2 separate regions of the Sus scrofa genome follow, and region 2 is linked to region 1. The links are chromatin contacts, called in public Hi-C maps. All regions are on one chromosome and are shown on one strand. Each heading gives the region's core, a stretch centred on a gene start, on an enhancer-like site or on the middle of the called end of the contact. The rest is flanking DNA. Distances are from core to core; before and after follow the strand shown.

Region 1 (3,522 bases), core at 534-3,033:
CTTGACACACTGTTTCTCACTGAATTCCATTTCCCAACTCATCTTAGGTAATGGAATTCTACTACTCCTGAAGGGTATTTTTTATTTTTATTTTTATTTATTTTTTTTTTTAGGGCTGTACCTGGGACATATGGAAATTTCTAGGCTAGGGGTCAAACTGGAGCTACAGCTGCCGGCCTATGACACAGCCACAGCAACACAGAATCTGGGCCGAGTCTGCCACCTACCATGGCAACGCCAGATCCTATAACCCACCAAGCAAGGCCAGGGATTGCGCCCACCCTAGTCAGGTTTGCTACCACTGAGCCACATTGGGAACTCCCTGCAGGGCATTATTAACAACTTTATTCGAGAGAAATATTGGTTACAAATATTTACCGTGTTCTTATGGGTAAATTAGGTTTTCTCTGCTGTCTTTTATTTTTATTTTTGTCTTTCTTAGGGCCTCATCTGGGGCATATGGAGGTTCCCAGGCTAGAGGTCAAATCGGAGTTGCAGGAGTTCCCGTCATGGCGCAGTGGTTAACGAATCCGACTAGGAACCATGAGGTTGCGGGTTCGGTCCCTGCCCTTGCTCAGTGGGTTAACGATCCGGAGTTGCCGTGAGCTGTGGTGTAGGTTGCAGACGCAGCTCAGATCCCGAGTTGCTGTGGCTCTGGCGTAGGCCGGTGGCTACAGCTCCGCTTCAACCCCTAGCCTGGGAATCTCCATATGCCGCGGGAGCAGCCCAAGAAATAGCAACAACAATAAAAAGACAAAAGACAAAAAAAAAAAAAAAAAAAAGAATTGAAAAAAAGAAAGAAAAAAATCGCAGTTGCAGCTGCTGGCCTACACCATAGCTCACGGCAACATTGGATCCTTAACCCAGAGCGGTCTTTTAAAACAAATAATGAAATGATCTAGTCTAAACTCTACGGGCGGAGTAGCTGCATGACCCTGAATGAGATTTTACCTTTCCTGTGCCTAACTGTCCTTATCTAGAGGTGATAAATTAGATGATCTCTAGTTTTTCAAATGACTTACAATTTAATGTTATAGTTAATTAGGTTTCCTTCTGTCCACATATTTAGCTTCAAATTTGATCAGTGTGAGATCATCCTGAAGGAGGTCAAGAAATCGAGGAATGAATTTCAAGTTCACCATCAGATCTGTAATTATGGAACAAGGAATAACTCCATTGTTGCCGTATGTTAAACAGGATGGTAACTCCCAGGCTCATGGCACAAAAGGGTGTTTCGAGGACTGAACCAGATAAGTCAAGTAAATAGTTTGTAGTTTGAATAACTCCAGAGAAATCAAAAGAGGACTTATTGTTAAAGCAGATGTTTGAAACTAGATATACATTGTCACTCCCAACAAGCAACAGCCTGAGTCCCTAGTATGTGTCCTGGGGGCATGTGACTTGTTAATTTTGCTGAGTAGATTGCGGTATAGGGATATTCTCGGAGAGGGAATGAAGACAAAAGTCCTGATAGCTCCAGAGAGCCCCTATTTTTGCATGTATACAGGGAATAACGGGATTGACACAAAAGGAAAGAAAGAAGGAAGGAAAGAAGAAGAAAACAAAAGTCGGAAGTACGGAAGGAACCGGCAGAGGAGGAAAAAAAAGCCATGAGAAGGCAAATTTAGCAAAATAAAAGCCAAACTAGAAAACGTAGCAGGGACTGGGAGTCGAAGTGGGCAGCAGGGCGGGAAGAGGAGCCAGTTGGACTGGGGATGGAGGCGGGGGTGGGTGGCGACTGAGTGGCTAGTCAAGGACTTGCCTAGCAGGCACCAGCCAGAGGTGGGGAGGAGGAGGGTGGGGCTTGGCGAAGGGCAAAGGCAGGGCAAGATTTAAAAGGAGATGACCTTAGCTAGTTGATGCCGCCCAGGACCTCCAGTGCCCCGGGCAAGGAGACCCACTGAGGGAAGTCGCCGGGGCAGGCTCGCGAGGGAGGCGCAGGGACCGGAGAAGGGAGCCCCCTGGGAGCCCCCGGCATCCCGCCACCATGTGCGAGCTGTACAGCAAGCAAGACACCCTGGCGTTGAGGAGGAAGCACATCGGGTAAGGGGTCCCCAGCCCCCAGGAAAGGCGCGGAGAGGGGAAAACAGCAGCTCAGGGGGCGCAGAGCTGAAGCGGGGAGGTTCCGGGAGGGAGGGTGGGGGCCTGCGGGCTGCCGCACCTGCGCCTGCGTCGCCGCCCTCCCCGGAGCGCGCGGGACCCCGCTATCCCCGCGGACCGCCTCCCAGGAGGCTGCAGAGTGGTCCCCGCGCTTTGCAGCCCACGGAGTGTGCGGAGGGCTGCCGGCCGGCCGGGGGACTTGACCGTGAGGGCTGATCTCCACTGAAGGAGAAATACCATTGCAGGGATGAGCTCTGGGAGGGAGATGGTAGACTCCCACCAACTCCAAAGTTTTTCTCTTTATTTTTAGTTTTGTGTTTGGGCTGCATCTTTGGCCTGCGGAAGATCCCGGTCCCAAGCCACAGCAGTGAAAATGCGGGATCCCTAACCCGCCGAGCCACCAGGGAACTCTTGAAAGTTTTTCAAAATCATGAACTTTTAAAATTTTTGACGATGGCTATGAAAACTAATTCTGACAGCTTTTGTCTAAAGTGAACTTCTTCTCCTTGCACACTTGGTTAAGACGTGTGGGGGTTAATCCAGACAGTAAAACAGAAAACTTTGAAACTACTTTCTTAACGGTAAGAGACGTCACTTACCTTGGTCTCCCCAGCCATGCCCTCACTACGGTTTAAAGATGGAATGTTCTCTCCAGTCTATTTTTGTTTTGCTGGTATTATAAACGACTTGAGAATATACTGGTGAGTCTCCAGGACCCAACCTCAAGTCAGAGCTGAGTTCTGGTCCTGGTGGAGTGTCAAGTTACCTTGTGACCTCTGTGAAATTAATCTATGAAAGTAGGAATAACTCCACTTCACGGGGAGGGAGCAAGTGAAATTAATGTGGGATCTGGTTTTCCTAAAAACTGCATGTAAATAATTGTGGCTGTTCACAATTAACAGTTACATGTAATTAACAAGCACTTCAGCAGGTTTGGGGTGGGGGGTTGCCCAAGAAAGAAAATAACCTCTTCAAAGAAATGCTGGGCAATTTAAGAAATCTTCTGATCTCCACCCAGGAAGTTTCTAGGTGGTTTGGGAGACTAGTTAAATCTCTCTCAACCCCGTAATAGGGTCAACACGGCCAGATAACCTCCCTCGTTACCCAATCACTGATCACTTCCTTGCCCCCTTTTCTTTCTTTCTTGCCAGCAGCATGTGGAAGTTCCTGGGCCAGGGATTGAACCCAAGACACAGCAATGACAGCTAGGGATCCTTAAGCCCTAGGCCACCAGGCAACTCCCCCTCCTTCCTTTTTATAATCACTACTCCTTTCTGTTAGTTTTTAATCCTGTAAATTCAGATTCCAATGAAAACATAATGATTTCTGAGCGGAGAAAATTCTGTGGAAGGAGGAATTTAACCATGAAGTGAGAGAAGAATTTTACCTGAAGACTGAGTGACAAGGTGGGAAGTGCATTAG
Region 2 (3,447 bases), core at 933-3,432, 60 kb after region 1:
CATGAGGTTGTGGGTTTGCTCCCTCGCCTTGCTCAGTGGGTTAAGGATCTGGCATGGCTGTGAGCTGTGGTGCAGGTCGCAGACGTGGCTCGGATCTGGCATTACTGTGGCTGTGGCATAGGCCGATTATGAATCGGACAAGTATCCTTGGGGATGGGGGTTCAATCCCTGGCTTCACTTAGTGGGTTAAGAATCCAGTGTTGCCATGAGCTGTGGTGTAGGTCGCAGACTCGGCTCAGATCGGGTTGCTGTGGCTGTGGTGTAGGCCGGCAGCTGTAGCTCTGATTCGATCCCCGGCCTGGGAACCTCCATATACCACAGGTGTGGCCATAAAAGGACAAAAGACACACACACAAAAAAACCAAGTAAACATGTCAAGAGAAGAATAGTGACAGGATTTAAATAGGATCAGAATTATAGTATTTGAGCTAGACTCATAGAAGTCCTCTTCCCTCTCATAACAATTTGTGAAATGTGACGATATTTATGGAATCTCAAATGAATATTGTAGTTCTGGCCTAATAACTATATTCTAATACATTTGTTTATTCAAAATTGTTATTATTATTATTATTTTAGACCGCAAGTGCTCTTTTATTCCGTACTTTTAGAGCAGGGGCTCCAGGACCAACGATCACCAGCTACCCAGATACCAAAAAACTAAGCTTCCAAAATCTCTTAATGTCCATTCCACACGCAGAGCAAGTGAGTTGCCCTACGTGTGCCACTCACAAAAGAAGCCCTTTTTCCAAAAGATTATTTTTTCACAAAAAAAGTTATATCTCTGGGATTCATTTCAAATTAATCTGGGATGGGAGTAGGGGATGGGGTGGGTATCTTTGAAATAAAACTGGCCCTGAGTTTATAATGGGTGAAGTTGAGTAATGGGAGAGGAGAGGTTTATTATATTAATCATTCCTCTTTCACCTCTTTTGTGTTTAAAATTTCCATAATAAAAGTGAAAAGAGGGAGTTCCCTGGTGGTCTAGTGGTTAGGACTTGGCACTTTCACTTCTGCAGCCCCGGTTCAATCTGTGGTCTGGGGACTGAGATTCCACCATCAAGCCACTGCACATGGAAAAGAAAAAAGAAAAAAAGAGAGAGAGAGAAGAAAAAGAACAAGTGAATAAATAAGCAAATAATGTGACCATCATTACAGAGGATTTACCGAACCCCTCTGATTTGTGTAGCACTGCATACAGCCCAGTGTGTGGGACCAGGTTCTGCCTCAAGAAGCTTAAAGTGGGAGTTCCTGCCGTGGCTCAGCGGAAACGAATCTAACTAGTATCCATCAGGATGTGGGTTCAATCCCGGGCCTTGCTCCATGGGTCCAGGATCCAGCATTGCCGTGAATTGTAGTCTAGGTCGCAGATGTGGCTTGGATTTGGCATTGCTATGGCTCTGGTGTAGGCTGGCAGCCACAGCTCCGATTAGACCCCTAGCCTGGGAGCCTCCATATGCCACGGGTGTGGCCCTAAAAAGACATAAATTAATTTATTAATTAATTTAATTCAATAAATACTAGCTACTTTTTTTTTTTTTTTTTTTTTGGCTGCACCTGCAGCCTGCAAAAGATCCTGAGCCAGAGATGGAAGCTATACCCTAGAAATGACCCAAGCCATAGTAGTGACAACACCGGATCCTTCACCCACTAGGCCACCAGGAAACTCCTGATGTTAGCTTCTTTTAATACCCACACTTCCTTGAATGATTTCCACAGTAAAAAACAAACAAACAAAAAAAAACAATTCCTTTCAAGGACAAGACTTAGGCGTTTAAAAGGTTAAATGTCCTAGAGAATGGAGCGCTGTGCAAAGGCTAGTGAATCAGCACTTTCCCTGTTTACTCCCTGTCTGCTCAGAAACACTGATTAACATACTCGGAGGAAAAGATCCAAGATAAATTCCAAAGACAAGGGAAACAACAAACCTCCTTGATACAGAGGCAATTTCCTTATTAAAGTTTTACTTTAGTAACAGCCACATTATGTAACATTTGGGGGGTCCGCAGGGGATGGAAGGGGGAGAAAAAGAAACAGCACATCTTCACAGGCTAGACCCCCCAAACCCCTAGACACAGTTAGGATTCAGCTTTTTCTGGTGCACCTGCCTGCTCTTATCAAAGTGCTGACAGGGCACGGAACAGGGCAGGGACCTCCAGCCATGTGGTCCCTGGGAGGACGAGCTCGTTGCAAAGACCTGCACAGGTTACTCAACCTCTGGAGCCTCAGCGAGGCGGGAACATCACCTCTCATGACAGGACGCATGTCCAAGCTTAGTCAATGGAAGAACTACTGGTTTGTCCTGGCCTACTTTTGAGAGGTTATTTAAATATTTGGCAAATCTTCTATTTGATTGTTGAAGCAGTTTTAAATGGGCTTGCCAGCAGCAGGGCAGCTCCTATCTTTTTTTTTTTTTTGCTTTTTTTAGGGCCATACCCACTGCATATGGAAGTTCCCAGGCCAGGGGTCCAATCAGAGCTGCAGCTGCCAGCCTGTGCCACAGCCACAGCAAGGCCAGATCCAAGCCGCATCTGTGACCTACATACACCACAGCATGGGGCAACACCAGATCCTTAAACCCACTGAGAAAGGCCAGGGAGCAAATCCAAGAACTCATGGATGCTAGTGAGGTTCATTTCCACTGGCGCACAACAGGAACTCCAGGCAGCTCTTATTTTGCGACTTCTTTTCCTTAGAAATGTTACAGTATAATGACCACCCTATAATTCATGGTGGCTTTTTATAAAGTAATAATAATCGATACTGGAAAACTGTAAGAGAGCTTAGAGAGACACAAAGAGAGAACAAAAGTTCAGAAACTTCTGGATTATTCTACTTCCTATGTTGAAGCATCATGTAGTTGATACCTGGGGGTAAGGCAAAGATGGTATTAGTATTATTGTTACATTGTGGATAAAAGATTTTAGGTATAACAAATGTATATGTAGGAGTTTTTCCTGGCAGCACAGAAAGTTAAGGATCCAGCAGCTGTCACTGCTGTGGTGTGGGTTCGAGCCCAGGCCCAGGAACATCTGCGGGCTGCAAGCGCAGCCAAAAAAAAAAACTGCATGTAAACTGAAAATATTCTTGAACTCTCTGTAGCTTCTGTATCCTATTTATGATCACAAAATCCTTAATAAGAGGCCAGTTTCTAGCTCCTGAGTTCCTGGGAGGTATTTGAAAGCCACAGATGATTAGATAGAACAGGTCCTTTGCAAAGGAGTCCTAAGCTCCTAAGGTCACTTAATTCTGGGCCTCAAATCGTGGCACTTAGCATTGGGAGGGGCCTCAGTAATCACACAGGGAAAAGCTCCTTCTTAGTAAAATGGCAGGTGTTCCTTTCGAAAGCTTTTCTTACATGTCAAAACAAGCATTTGAGATAGGCCCTGAGGGGAGGGAATTCCCGTCCTGGCGCAGTGGTTAACGAATCTGACTAGGAACCATGAG

The links. A called contact is a pair of places that touch in the nucleus more often than the background predicts.
Region 2: a Hi-C map of liver shows a contact between it and region 1, with 2.8 times the contacts expected there. The contact joins the enhancer-like site here to the promoter of ETNPPL in region 1. A contact is called at or near these places in 1 of 5 promoter capture datasets (liver) and 6 of 47 Hi-C or Micro-C datasets (embryonic fibroblasts, liver and skeletal muscle).

Annotation. Positions count from the first base shown.
Region 1 is chr8:113,361,264-113,364,785 of Sscrofa11.1, forward strand. ETNPPL (ethanolamine-phosphate phospho-lyase) reads left to right here and starts at 1,784. Exons shown (of 13, transcript XM_021101686.1): 1 at 1,784-2,043. The coding sequence starts at 1,988.
Region 2 is chr8:113,421,064-113,424,510 of Sscrofa11.1, forward strand. No RefSeq gene overlaps it. Among named protein-coding and RNA genes, the nearest start is that of OSTC, 24 kb to the right of the region's middle. Within about 2 kb of position 2,183, at least 6 of the 83 cell types and tissues checked have an H3K27ac peak or open chromatin away from gene starts, as enhancers often do. A contact at or near this core is called in liver, where this site is marked.